Linked DNA regions of Sus scrofa: all the other regions are linked to region 1. Evidence: chromatin contacts called from public HiChIP or PLAC-seq and promoter capture Hi-C data. All regions are on one chromosome and are shown on one strand. Each heading gives the region's core, a stretch centred on a gene start, on an enhancer-like site or on the middle of the called end of the contact. The rest is flanking DNA. Distances are from core to core; before and after follow the strand shown.

The links. Promoter capture Hi-C pulls out the DNA fragments that hold promoters and counts their contacts. HiChIP or PLAC-seq counts read pairs in DNA pulled down with a chosen protein or histone mark.
Region 2: a contact with region 1 is called in a promoter capture Hi-C map of fetal skeletal muscle, with 4 times the contacts expected there. The contact joins the enhancer-like site here to the promoter of NUDCD3 in region 1. A contact is called at or near these places in 3 of 5 promoter capture datasets (fetal liver, fetal skeletal muscle and liver), 6 of 47 Hi-C or Micro-C datasets (alveolar macrophages, fetal skeletal muscle, mesenteric adipose tissue and 3 more) and 2 of 2 datasets of contacts at active chromatin or transcription factors (alveolar macrophages and skeletal muscle).
Region 3: a contact with region 1 is called in an H3K27ac HiChIP or PLAC-seq map of alveolar macrophages. The contact joins the promoter of POLM here to the promoter of NUDCD3 in region 1. A contact is called at or near these places in 1 of 5 promoter capture datasets (liver), 5 of 47 Hi-C or Micro-C datasets (fetal skeletal muscle, heart right ventricle, mesenteric adipose tissue and 2 more) and 1 of 2 datasets of contacts at active chromatin or transcription factors (alveolar macrophages).
Region 4: a contact with region 1 is called in a promoter capture Hi-C map of fetal skeletal muscle, with 5 times the contacts expected there. The contact joins the promoter of CCM2 here to the promoter of NUDCD3 in region 1. A contact is called at or near these places in 3 of 5 promoter capture datasets (fetal liver, fetal skeletal muscle and liver) and 1 of 47 Hi-C or Micro-C datasets (liver).
Region 5: a contact with region 1 is called in an H3K27ac HiChIP or PLAC-seq map of alveolar macrophages. The contact joins the promoter of MYL7 here to the promoter of NUDCD3 in region 1. A contact is called at or near these places in 1 of 5 promoter capture datasets (liver), 2 of 47 Hi-C or Micro-C datasets (embryonic fibroblasts and liver) and 1 of 2 datasets of contacts at active chromatin or transcription factors (alveolar macrophages).

The regions. Positions count from the first base shown.
Region 1 is chr18:50,757,742-50,760,367 of Sscrofa11.1, reverse strand. NUDCD3 (nudC domain-containing protein 3) reads right to left here and starts at 1,299. Exons shown (of 6, transcript XM_003134880.6): 1 at 905-1,299. The coding sequence starts at 1,096.
Region 2 is chr18:51,094,176-51,096,801 of Sscrofa11.1, reverse strand. It overlaps the pseudogene LOC110257529. Among named protein-coding and RNA genes, the nearest start is that of POLM, 18 kb to the right of the region's middle. Within about 2 kb of position 1,286, at least 32 of the 83 cell types and tissues checked have an H3K27ac peak or open chromatin away from gene starts, as enhancers often do. A contact at or near this core is called in fetal liver, fetal skeletal muscle, mesenteric adipose tissue and 3 more, where this site is marked.
Region 3 is chr18:51,076,538-51,079,163 of Sscrofa11.1, reverse strand. POLM (DNA-directed DNA/RNA polymerase mu) reads right to left here and starts at 1,319. Exons shown (of 11, transcript XR_309140.3): 1 at 1-1,319.
Region 4 is chr18:50,449,156-50,451,781 of Sscrofa11.1, reverse strand. It overlaps CCM2 (cerebral cavernous malformations 2 protein), which reads left to right and starts at 1,340. Exons shown (of 10, transcript XM_021079071.1): 1 at 1,340-1,792. The coding sequence starts at 1,763. LOC100739791 (a long non-coding RNA gene) reads right to left here and starts at 1,270. Exons shown (of 6, transcript XR_002340445.1): 1 at 1,256-1,270.
Region 5 is chr18:51,025,136-51,027,761 of Sscrofa11.1, reverse strand. MYL7 (myosin regulatory light chain 2, atrial isoform) reads right to left here and starts at 1,326. Exons shown (of 7, transcript XM_003134885.4): 1 at 1,222-1,326; 2 at 870-983; 3 at 601-676; 4 at 173-277. The coding sequence starts at 1,224.

The DNA of each region.
Region 1 (2,626 bases), core at 50-2,549:
AATCCCATCAAAGTCCCGCCTCCCCTACTAAATTTTTCATTTTCAAACCGTCATTTCTGCTCCTTCCCTTCTCATGGACTCTGTCACATAACTGGCCTTGCATAGTTCTTGGTCACTTGTGTTTTATCTCATTAACTATAGCATCAGTAGCCCAAGGAGAAAGACGAGTATTTAACCAACCACATTACCAGTGCACCACCAACGCCTGTGGCAGCTGAGAGTATAAATACAATCCGCACATAAATTCTTGTTTATTACATTCGCGTACCCAGTCAACTTCAGGGAACAAGTATTACCAGCCCCTCGAACATACGATCGATTTAACCTGGGATATACTCAAACGTAAACTTATTAACTACTACCATGACTGTCTTTGACCTGAGAAATCACATTCCAAACAAGCGGACAACACCCATCAATAACCACAGTCTCCGCTCCACCTCTACTCTTCCATGGTAGGGTGTGCAGGTCTCTGTGCTACCGCCGCCTTCCCGCGTCCAGCCTGCACTGTTTTTATTTCCTAACTGGCAGGCCCTGGCACATCGAAAGATTACGCGCTGCAGGAGACACCGGGACCCTGAGCATCTACTGCTTCTGATGCCCAAGTGCACCCAGTGTCAGACCAGGCTACTCGAGCGCTAGCCCCTCTCCCGCAGGAGTAATCTGATATTCCATCCGCCTCCCGGGTGAAGCCGCGGCCCAAGGAGGCGGGTCCGAGCGCCAGAGGATGAACGGAGGCCGGGAGCGCAGAGAGCGGCGGCTCGCGGGGCTCTTCGGCTCCCGCGGGGTTCAAGAGCCACGGGGACTCGGCTGGCGGGAGGGGGGGACGGGCTGGCGGGCGGCGGGGGCGGGCTGCCACGGCTCCCCCAACCCCACCCGGAGCCGCCTGCCCGCCGCGCGTTACCTGCAGCACCAGCGCCTGCGCGGCCCCCGGCGGGAAGCCCATGCGGTCCGACGGGTGGCGCAGCAGGCGATAGAAGTCCGTCTTGCGATAAAGGAAGCCGAAGAGCACGCGCAGAAAGTCCTGGACGTTGCCCACGTGCTGCAGGATGCCCAGCAGGGCCTGGTCGTATAGCTCGGCCGCCCCGGGCTCCATGGCGTCGCCGGCCGGAGGGACGCTCACTCACTGCGGGCGCGGCCCGGACGCCGGCCTACGGCCACTTCCGGTGCCCTGCGGTAACGGCTCCGGCTGCCAGCGCGCCCGTGAAACTTCCGGTCCGCGCTGGTTCGCCCCCCGCCCCCCCGCCCGTGGGGCTGAGCCCGGCTGCGCCGGAGGGACTTGCCGCAGGCCCCGCCCCCAGGGCGCCGTGGCGGCCTGGGGCTGTCGCCGAGGGGCCGCTGTGCGCCGCGAAGCGCAGGAGAGCCTGGGGCGGCCGAGCTGCGGGCGCCTAGCGGCCATGTTGGCAACGGGCGGAAGAGGTGTAGTGTGGGCAGTGTCACCTGATCCTCGGCATTGTCACCTGGTCTGCGGGCCCGTTCCCGACTGGGTGTCCCGAGCCCCAGGTTACGGGCGGGACCACACGAGCCGAGAGCCTTTTGCTGGCGCGTCAGAAGAGGAAAATGCCAGCGTGCGGGTGGTATGTGCCCTGTTAATGACAGAGCCGTGGGTGAAATGCGTTGTGATGTGCCTAAATCAAAAGAATGTAAAGTGAGTGCATTCGCGCATATTAAATGGAAAGAGCAAGGTGCAGAATCATCTGGTGTGCCCTCCTGTGAAATACACCTATATGTACATGTGTGTGTGGTATGTCCCTGTGTATGCATAGTATACGTACGCACAGCATGTATATGTATCCTAGGTGTGTGTCAAAGCATAATCTTAAAACAGAAAACATAACCCTCGGACAAATACATAATGAACACATGTCAAAAATTTATACAGTTTAACTGAGTAACCAGTGTTTGGAGAAGCTTTTGGAGAAACTGGGTATTTATAAACATTTTGAAAAAAACAGTAAGATTGCCAGGTTGGATACAAAGCTGGCTGGTGTCCTACAAAATGATGTGGATTATCTTTTCTAGTGGATAGAGATGACTTGCATCTCTGCTGGCCTGAAATCTGCAAGTTAACACATATCTTCATAGTGTATGGGCTCTAATGAATTGTAAATAGTCAAGCTCGGATAAATTGTCCTAGAGCAGTGGTTCTGAAACTTTTCGAACATAGGACCCATTTACACTCTTAAAATTTGTTGAAGGAGTTTCCTTTGTGGTGCAGCGGGTTAAGGATCCTGAGTTGTCGCTGGAGTTGCTGCTGTGTCAAGGGTTTGATCCCTGACCCAGGAACTTCCACATGCTGAAAGCAGCCAAAAAAAAAAAAAAAAAAAAAAAAAAAAAAAAAAAAAAATTATTGAAGACTCTAAAGAGTCTTCAGGGAGTTCCTTTTATGGCCTGTTTATGCAGTGGAAACGAATCCAACTAGTATCCATCAATCCCTGGCCTCGCTCAGTGGGTCAGGGATCCGGTGTTGCCATGAGCTGTGGTATAGGTCACAGATGCCGCTCGGATCCTGCATTGCTGTGGCTGTGGTGTAGGTCAGCAGCTGCAGCTCCAATTCGACCCCTAGCCTTGGAACTTCCATATGTCTCAGTGCAGCCCTAAAAGGCAAAATAAATAATCTTCAGTA
Region 2 (2,626 bases), core at 37-2,536, 340 kb before region 1:
CAGGGCAGTAGGGTTTGGGGCGGGGTTCAGGGTGGGCAGTGTAGGAGCTAAGGCCAGTGGGGGCATGGGTGAAAACAGAAATGCTAGGGCCCTGGGGGCCATGGTGAGGACTTTGGCTTTACTGAGGTGTGGGGAACTGCTGGATGGCTTTGAGCCAGGAGTGACAGATACCATGTGACCTGCTTTTCAGACTTTTGAAACCAGACTTAAAGGCAAAAAGGCAGAGACAGGCAGTCTGGTTGGGAGATGTGGGCCTAACCCAGCAGGAGGTGGTAGGTCAGCACTGGAGGTCCTCTTTCTCCCACCTCCCTACTCCTCGGCTACCTCTGGCTCCAGATGCCCCTGGAACACCCTTTAGTGCCCCCGCAAAGACTCCTAGCAGGCAAGACCCAGACTCCACCTCTGAGCTCAGAGACCCCAGGGCTAGAAGTCGAATTGGACATATTGTGCAAAGCCCTTGCCATCTACCCAGGCTCAGTAACAAGCCCAGAAACAAAGCTCCATTCAGTTCTTACTCACAGGAGAGGAGCCAGAGACCTCTGGCCCAGGACCACAGAGCTAGGAGAGCTCTGTAAAAAGTTAATAAACAAAACACTCAATTAAGAGTGGGGAGACCAGAAGGGGGAGCTCTTATGCCCTGCAGCCACAGCAGAGCCCAACAGGAAGAAGAAACATTCTCTATCCTGGCAACAACTCAGCCAATGAAAAAAACGTGGACTCTGTGTCCTACGGTCCCCCTGCCCCCTGCTTCCCTTGCCACGTGGGGACTTGCATGTGGCTCGCCATGATGGCAGACTGTGAATTGCAGTTCTCTGCTGATCTCAAATAAACCCATTTTTGTGGAAGAAATAACTGGCAGTTTTTTTATTCCAACACTTTGGTGACTTGCACAGGGATCCAGAGGAGACCCCCAACAGGCTGGTAAGTGAACAGGTGCAGTGCGCATGAAAGGCCACTGCTGCTCACTGATTTCCTCATTGATCCTGGAATTCAAAAGTATTTCTTTCTCCTGGGTCTGAGCCTCCACCCTCTGCATTTTGAATCTCTCCAAGCTTTAGCTGGCATCTCCCAAGCTTTAGCTGGGATCTATTTTTTATCCTTTCTGGTTAAGGCCCTGTTCTGTACTTGAGTACTCATTTGGAATTTCAGTCTCATTTTGAAATCAGACTGCTCCAATTGGAGCCGGCTAGCCTTCAGCCCATTCCTTTGGGAACAGAGGCTATATTTCATTGGAACTGTGCCAGTTCAGCCTTCAGGCCATTCCTTTGGAATAGGGGTTGTTCTATGGGAACACTGCTGAGATGCCATCTGCTGGCTCTGCTAGGACCAACCTGTTCCTTTAGAACTGGCTGGTGTTAGGCCAGCAGGCTGTTTGAGATATTTGAACTGTTTGAGCTATAAGCTGTTTAAGCTGTAAGCTGCTTGAGCTGTTTAGGCTTTTTAAAAATTCTCTTAGAGAAAGACCTCTGAGAAATGAGATCCCAGTTACCTAAATATTTTGAGGGCACCTCCCCACCACAGGGACTCTGGCCGATATTATGTTGAAAAACTGCAGTCATTCCTTCTGAGAATTTCTAACCAAATGGACCAGCCTAACCAAAGGCAATTTAGCATGTCAATGGCCATGATGGGGAATTTTTTAACTGTTCAAACCTATTTTTCTTAAGACCAAAGTGGACAACCAGAGCCCTAAAATTTCCCTAACTGAATGGAATGCCTATTTGGATTGGTAGCTTGAGGCTTCCAAACATGATCAGCAGCCTAAAATTGATTTTATGCAAAATAAGACTTGGAGACTGGGGCAAACAAATGACTTAAAAGATGATGTGGTTCCCAGAGCCTCAGGCTCTTCCTCCTCAGCTTGTCTCCGGTTCGCCTCCCACACCATCCTGTCTTTCCCTGAGCCCCACGTGCTGATGCCCACCTCTGGGCCATCTCCCTCTTCTACCCCACCCCACCTACACCTGCTCTAGAGCCCCCAGTTCCCCTACACTAATCCTCTCTCTGAATTTCCTTTTTTCTCTCAAACTCTCCCCACTTTTCCTCTGAACCTATCAGAGCCTGTCTCTTTAAATTTAAGCCTTCTGAGGATCCTAAAGAAACTAAAACCTTAATTTTGTATATCCCCTGGATGAAAGCTGAACTGTGAGCCACAGACAAAGATTTTTCCAAAGTAACCAAAGATCCTCACAGATGTGCTGAGGAATTTAATACAGTCATTCAAACTCAGAAACTGGTTTGTCTGACTTCTATCAGCTAGTTCCTATGCTTGATGGTGAAGGCCAGGCCAGCACTGGATGAAAACCACTAACTGGGGAAATCCTGAAAGGCCTCCAGCCTGTTAACTTAATATAGGATCAGGCTCAGGCAACTGCTAGGCAACTTCATGGGGCAATTCCTACAGCTTTTCCAAAGCCTGTTGATTGGAACAAAATACAGGTTTCCACACAAAAACTTAATGAATGTGCCCATGATTATTATAACCGATTTCAGATTTTTAAAGAAAATTCTGGTCTTCCTTCAGGTGTTAATTCTACCCAGACAGCTTTTAACTCTATGTGTATGAGGAGGCGGAAGCAAGACCCTTCCCTTCTAGCAAAAAAGGACCAGGATGAAATGGGAAACT
Region 3 (2,626 bases), core at 70-2,569, 320 kb before region 1:
GTCCTCGGAGGGCAGCAGGGGAAATTGCAAGGCGGTGTCGGGGGTTTGGTGGTCGATCTTGGGCGGGTAGGAGAGGGATCCGTTCTCAGCCGAGGGGCGTATCGGCCCCAGGCCCTGCTGTTCGCCCCCTCCGACTGGGTCGCGCTGCACCAGGGCTCTTGGGCCGGTGGGCCGCAGAAACCTGGCGGCGCGGGGTCCCTGAACCCGGGCCCCGGCGGACACGCGAGCTTGGAGTGAGCTGGGGGAGCGGCCGCTTCAAGCCCCGGGAAGGGTTTTAAAGTCTTTTCAGTCGAATGGCGTTGGGACGACTGGCCGGCCATTTGGAAAAGTAGAAGTTGGCTCCCTCCCTCAGTGCCTAATACTGAAATAAAATCCAGATGGATCAAACATTCAACTCTAAAAACGAAACAACAAATGTACTGCGGCGTCGGTGAATGTTTTTATAGTCTTAAGTATCACAATAAACCTGGAGACCCAAAGGAGAAGGACGATACACTTGACTACACACAAATTTAAAATGTATTTTAAAATTAAAAGGCAAATGGGGGAAGAGCGTAACACATTTTGAATTTAAATCCAATTCCTGTAATTATGAAATTGTCCTAAGATAAATGAGGGAAAGGCAAAGAGCAAGAACACCAGTAGGCATTTCACAGATGAAATACTGCCCCACCTGTCCAATCCCTAGGGAAGGGCCAGTTCAAATGAGAGTATCTTCACCTGTCACATTACCGGGTGTTTACAAAATTGACCTCACCTTTTAAAGGTGTGAGGGAATTGGCAGTTTGTAGGAGGGGCTTTTGGAAAGCCAATTTGACCACCGTATCCAGCAAAATGACAACAAAAACCTCACCAGCAGTTGCTTTTCCAAGAACTGGTACTGTGCTGAGTCCCTAGATCAGGTTGGGAAAGCTGACATCTAGACCATACTGAGGGTTCCCATGTTTCTTTCTAGGTTTTGCAATCACCTTGTTAGACCATGTCACCCCTGGTCCCACCACTTGCCCAAATCTTCTCCCCTGGGGTCCTGCTCTTGTCGGTGGACAGGTGGCTGAGGGAGGCAGATGGGCCTCCGCATCAGTTCCCAACCGGCCCTCCTGGGCCCAGGACACCACTTCAAAGCCAGGAGCCCTGGATGTGGCACCTCTCTCACTTCCTGTGCTCATTTCTCCTGCCATCGGAGAAGGAAGAGCGCCCAGGGTCCCTGGAAGGGGTTCTCGGAACTGAGTTCCCAGTCTGTGGCTTCTGCCTCTCCTCAGGGGGCTGCTGTCTATCCCCTGAAGCCATTCCTGTCCCTCTTTTTTTTTTAAGGGCCACACCTGTGACATATGGCGGTTCCCAGGCTAGAGGTTGAATCGGAGCTGTAGCTGCCAGCCTATGCCACAGCTGCGACAACTCGGGATCCGAGCCTCATCTTCGACCTACACCACAGCTCACAGCAATGCCAGATCCTTAACCCACTGAGCAAGGCCAGGGATGGAACCTGTGTCCTCATGGATACGAGTCGGATTTGCTTCTGCTGAGCCACGACGGGACTGCCACCACTTCTGTTCCTCTTCATCCGGGGCACCTGGTTTCTCTCCTGGGGAGAGACCCATCACACCTGAAGGACCCATCACATCTGAATCCTTAAAACACTGGGCAACTTGCAAAAATGAGGATGTGGGGAGAATGGGATAACGCAGGCCCTTTCTGCCTGCCACCATGTTCCGATGGGGAAGTGCCACAGCAGCTAGTATAGAATCATAGCTCTGCGTGTGCACGGGCCATAGAACCCGATGACCACCGCCCCTTGAGTAACGCCTCAGCAAATTGCTGGCTTTGTTCTGTACCAGTAAAAAAGGTGGCAGGGACTTCACCACGGCTCTCGAAGCCAATAAAAGGATGTCTGACCTACCTACAGTGCCTCGGTGCTTCTTCGGGTTGCCGGAATCCAGATCAAACCCGTGTGGTCTTGAGAGACTGCAGAACAGAGGAAAACAGGGCTTTCCACAGGCCCAGGGAGGTCTTTGAGGGAGGAGGGAGATCCTCAGTGCCCACTGAGTGGAGGCCTGGGCACCAGTGGGCAAGGCCACGGCACTGATGGTAGGCATGCTCCTCCCCTCCCCTCCCTGGACCACCAGGTCACTGCCCGGCCAGCTGGGAAGCGAGACCTCAGCCCTCTATTTCCAATAAACCTGGCTTGGGGTTCCCAGATGTCTAAGTCCCCAGCCTCCCGCTGCCCACACTGAAGCCAACCCCCGCCTCCACAAAAATCAGAGGCTGTAGGGAGTTCTCACTGCGGCTCAGCAATAAGGAACCTGACTAGTATCCATGAAGACATGGGTTTGAACCCTGGCCTTGCTCAGTGGCTTAAGGACTGCAGTGTAGTTCGCAGATGCAGCTTGGACCCTGCACGGCTGTGGCTGTGGTGTAGGCCGGCAGCTGCAGCTCCTATTCGACGCATAGCCTGGGAACTTCCATATGCCACAGGTGCGGCCCTAAAAAACAAGCAAGAATCAGAGGCTGTGCAGAGGTGACCTCCTGGCTGGGCCCCTTCGGCTGCCCTGCGGGTGGCAGTCCGCCCCCCTGCTCCGCACTGTGGCTCTCTCAGGCTGTGTTTGGATTAGCTGTACCCAGATGTATG
Region 4 (2,626 bases), core at 91-2,590, 310 kb after region 1:
CTGCCTCCCTGCAGTTTCTACCCGCAAAGCTTCACACTGGGCCGCCTGGCAAGGGAGGACAGCTCAAAGGGCCCAGCTCCATCCCACGATGGGAGCCGAGAGAGAGACCATTGACCCCTGGCACAGGATCTAACACTCTAAAAAGTTAACCAGTCGAGACAAATATTGTTTTGTTTGGTATCAGTTTACATTTTAGTTGAACAGCAGGGTTCTTACTGGCAGCTGTTTGGTGGCAAAACAGTGGGCCTGCTGCTGCTGACTCCACTTCACAGTGTGTTTTGGGCAAACCATCTCTCTGGACCTCATCGGTAAAAGGTGGCTGTTATTTCTAGGTGACTATTAAGGTTCTGTGTGTGGGAGTTCCCTTTGTGGTGCAGAGGAAACCAATGCGACTAGTAACCATGAGGTTGCAGGTTTGATCTCCGGCCTCGCTCAGTGGGTTAAGGATCCCGTGTTGCTGTGAGCTGTGGTGTAGGTCGCAGACACAGCTCAGATCCTGCGTGGCTGTGGCTGTGGTGTAGGCCGGCAGTTGTAGCTCCATTTCGACCCCTAGCCTGGGAACCTCTATGTGCCATTAAAAAAAAAAAAAAGGTTCTAGGTTTTATTTATTTATTCATTTTGTCTTTTCTAGGGCCGCATCCGCAGCATACGGAGGTTCCCAGGTGAGGGATCTAATCGGAGCTGTAGCCGCCAGCCTGCACCACAGCCCCAGCAACACGGGATCCGAGCCACGTCTGCAACCTACACCACAGCTCAGGGCAACGCTGGATCCCCAACCCACTGAGCGAGGGCAGGGATCGAACCCTCAACCGCATGGTTCCTAGTGGGACTCGTTAACCACTGAGCCACGAAGGGAACTCCCGTTCTACATTTTATTCTGGTAGGGTCCGGACGTACTCGCTGTTGCATTTAAACTTTCCCAACGTGTTTGTCTAAGGAAGGCTGACGCTGAAACACAGGAAGTCTTAGCAAAAAGTTTCACTGCACCCACACGAAAGAAGGGCAAAGGGAGAAAGGAAAGGGAGTGGTCCTGTGCCCCTTCCCCGAGGCCCCGCTCCTCGAGCAGCCCCGCCCAGGTCTTCCCGCCTTCACCTTCCTGCAGGCCCCGCCCTCCCACTCCCGCCAACCACTCCGGTCCGCAGCCCCGCCTCCGATGACCGCGCCCCCTCTCGCCAGCCCCTCCCAGAGCCCCCACACCCCCACTTCCCGTCCTCACCTTCCCACAGGCCCCGCCCCTCCCGCCGGCCCCGCCCACCGTTTCTTGGCGGCCTGAGCCTAATCTGCTTGAGCGTGAGGCAGGCTGGGAAGTTGGCTGCCCAAAAGATGGCGGCAGAATTGAAACGCTGGAGCCGCTCGTGCGGCCCTGAGGCGCCGGGCTTGTGGGCGCGGGCTGCAGGCCCTCCCTGAAGGGCGTGGGGTGGGACAGGGGCGCGACAGGCGCGCTCCCGCGGCCCTGAAAGGGGCGGGCAGGGCAGGCGCGTTCTCGGCCGCCTGGAAGGGCTGGGGGCGGAGCGTGTGGGCCGAGGGGGCGTGCGCGCGCGGGGCGGGGCGTGGTCGCGGGGGCGGGGCTGCGCCCTCGGTCCGGAAGTGCGGGGTGCGGGGTGCAGGGCGCGGACGGCCCCTGGCGGCCGCGGGAGGAGACTGCGGCCAGGCTAGCGGCGCAGGAGCGGCGGCGGCCGCGGGGCCGGGGCGAGCATGTAGCGGCCGCGGGCGGCGCGGGGCTCCCGGGGCGGGCCGGGCCGCGGGGGCCGCTCGCGGCGACATGGAGGAAGAGAGCAAGAAGGGCAAGAAGGTGAGGCTGCGGGGCGCGTCCTCCCGAGGGCCGGGCGCGGGGTGGGCTGGACCCCCGACCAAGGCAGGAGGCTGGCGGAAGGCGGAGGGTCTGGGGCTGGGACTAGGGGGGGAGTGAGGGGGACGCGGGAGGGTCGCTCGGGGCCGCCTGTCGGTCTGCCGGTGCGGGGCGTGGGAAAGTCTGGTTTCGGGAGGTCCGTGGAGGGGAGTTTTGATTTGGGAGGTTCAGTGTGGGGAGGCGAGGCGTGGGGAGGTCCGGGACGGGAGTCTGGCGTGTGGACTCCGGCGTGGGGAGGCCAGGCACAGGGAGGTCCCGGGCGGGAGTCCGGCGTGGAGAGGCCCCAGGTTGGAAGTCCGGCGTGGAGAGGCCCGGAGGCACCCGCGGTTGGGGTGAGCGTGGCGGGCAGGCCAGGGCCCCCCGGTGGACAGTCCACGGTCAGTCCCGGACAGGGTCGTGGGAGTCGGTCTCTGCGCGATGGAGTACGAGGCGAGCCCCTGGACAATGGGGTTAGGTGGTCCTTTGCCGGCCGGGAGCGCGGGGGAGGAAGGAGCCACGCCTTTCCGCCCCTTCCGGTCAGTAACTCTGCCCCAAACCCAGGCTGTCCACATGGCCTTCCCCGCGGGTCAGTGACCAGGGGCTGCAGAGGAGCTGGCCCTGGTTATGGGCCAGAAAGTTTTCCAGGGTTAGTATCTTTGAGAAAATGGGGTGTACGGTAATGGAGAAACATTTGCTGCTGAGTTGACTTCAATTTTGGGGTATCAAGTAAAAGCAAAAACCGTGTTTCATGGTACAGCAGGCTCACTCACGGTAGGCCCGCAGAGGTCGAGTTTTGCT
Region 5 (2,626 bases), core at 77-2,576, 270 kb before region 1:
GCCCAGGGGTCTGGAATGCAGGGGTGGGCCCCACCCGGGGTGGGCCCCACCCCCTCTGGGGCAGCAAGGGCCAGGTGGGGTCTGGATGGGGTCTGGGTGGAAGTCAGGACAGGTCCAGGTGGGCTTCGAGCTCGCTGCCCAGCCAGGGGGGCCAGACCTGCCCCAGGCTCACCGTTGAGCTTCTCCCCGAACAACGTGAGGAAGACGGTGAAGTTGATGGGCCCCTTCCCTTCCTGCAGCATGGCATCCAGCTCCTCTTCTGGAACATTCACCTTCCCTGGGGGTGCGGGCGGGGAGGGAGATGGACACAGGAAGCTTGAGTGTCCCTGAGTAGGGCCCAGCCTCCGTCCCCTTCCACCCTCCTTCCCCCCCCTCCCCAGACTGGGAGCAGGTGAGAGGCAGCTCTGGTGGGGGAGGGGGAGGAAGGTGTGATGGGGGAGGGGTGTGAGAGGAAGAGGGAGCTGTGAGCAGGAAGGGGAGGACGGGCAGGGGCAGTGATCGACAGGAGGCTGGCCCTCTCATCAGGCTCCCCGCCACAGCCCTGCAGCACTGGGTCCTGGCCTGAGCCGCGCAGGGCCGGTGGGAGAGGGGTGCACTTACCCAGCTGGGAGTAGGTCTCTCGAAGGTCTGACTTGCAGATGATGCCATCACGGTTCTGGTCGATGCAGCTGAAGGCCTGTGAGGTGGGGGCCTCAGTCTCCAGGTGGGAGCAGCCCCCACCCCAGGGGAGGTGAGAGGTGGGGGAGACCCGCATGGTGAGCAGAGCAAGGACAGGGGCCAGGACCACTGACCCACAGAGGACAGGGAGTGTAGGTGGGGCAGGTAGCCCAGGACAGGTCCCAGGCTGTTGGGGGGGTGGGGGGACTCACTTCCTTGAACTCTTGGATCTGGGCTTGCTCGAACATGGAAAAGACATTGGAAGAGCCTCGCTGGGCCTGCTTGGTGGCCGCGGCCTTGCTCCGGGTCCCCGCCTTTCTGCTGGCCTGCAATACCGTGGATGGGGAGGGGTTTTTTCCCAGCTCCCCAAAGACTCCCTGCCAGGGAGATAGATCCCCAGAGTGTCCCAGGAGAGCCGGGGTCAAGGTCCTCTTTCTGTCCCTAGAGACCACCTCTCTGGGCCCACCACAGGCACAGGAGCCCCTGGCACACTGCACCCCCAGCCCCCAGGACAGCACCTGGGAGGCCACTGGCCTTGAGACCCCCCCCCCACCTGGCACTCACCATCTTCTCTCTGCAGCAGCCGGGTTGCTGCAAGGGGCCCACAGCCCCCTTTATGTTTCAGCCTTATCACCTGAAGCACCAAATAAGGACAGGAGGAGAGGACAGGCCCAAACTTGGCAGCCTCGGCTTGGGCTGGGGGAGGACAGGGCCCCCGAGCAGATTCCAGCCACGTTCCTGGCGACTTTCAGGCCCCGACGTGTGACATCCGGGTGTCCACCCATCCCAGCAGCACTGGATGCAGTGCCTCCCGAGAGAGAGAAGGCTCACAACTCTCACAACTCGGGTGCTGAATGAGGGGTCCCCCGTGACCCCCATCGGCTGTCCTCCCTGTGATTTCAGTCCAGCACCTGCCCAGGCCAAGAGGACAGCGGGGGAGGGCCCAGGGTAGGGCAGTGGGTGGTTCTGAGGATGCTTTCTGACCTGAGACCCCCACCCCCCAGGGACTCCCAGAGGTTTGGCTCAAGACGCTTGGCCCTGGCCGCTGGCCCCTCTGACCAAGGGGCAGCCACCCTGAGCTGGCTGAGACCCCAAACAGAACTTCCGTGTGATGCTTTCGGAGCACGGAGCGCTGCCTGGACCCCAAACATCCCTTCGGACCCCATGAAAGTGGGTTATGAGCCCTTCTTGGGGGACTCACCCACGGAGCGTGGGGCCCGGGCTCCGTCCGCTGTGCCGGAGCAGCAGCTGGCAGCTCCTTACCAGCCCAGGGCAGAGAAGGGCTGGGAGGCTGGGGACCATCCAGAGCAGAAGGAGCAGGCCACTGGCTGCCCCCTGAGCCCAGACTAGGAGAGGGCCCACTGCTGCCCCTCTGGCCCTGGGGGTAAGGAAGGCAGGAAGGCCAGCAGAGCTCTCATCAGTCAGTCCTAATGTCCCTTTTGTATAATAGGTAAGTATTTCACAATGCCTCTTTTACTCTCCTGAAATAAAATTCATCAGCTATATACCCCATCTCCACAGAGAATTTTAAAAAATCAACACAATGCCCTGAACCGTAACCTACAGGCTGGCCGGGACATAACTGATGGCGAAATGAGCTGCAGCACTGTGAGCGCTGGAACACGCGTACTGCTAATGAAGTCATCAGACGCTTGCACAAACTTCAGATGCGTAATTTAGACTCGAGAGAACTAAAAAGATGGCAAGTGTTTCCACATGAGGCAAACCGGAAAACAACGGAAGTGATTCAAAATCACAACTTTGGCTGAAGTTCTAAATAAAACGACGCGGTCATTCCAGGTTTGCTGGGTGGTTCCTCTCGCTGAAAAGTGAGTGTACCTTAAAATCTTGCAAATATGTGTTCATACGCGACTGGGGTTTTGTGTAAGGTGGTCTTAGACCCTGGGCTGGCCCGCTCAAAATAGGCATTTCATTCAGGAGCATCAGGAAGGCCCCTAGAAATCATGTG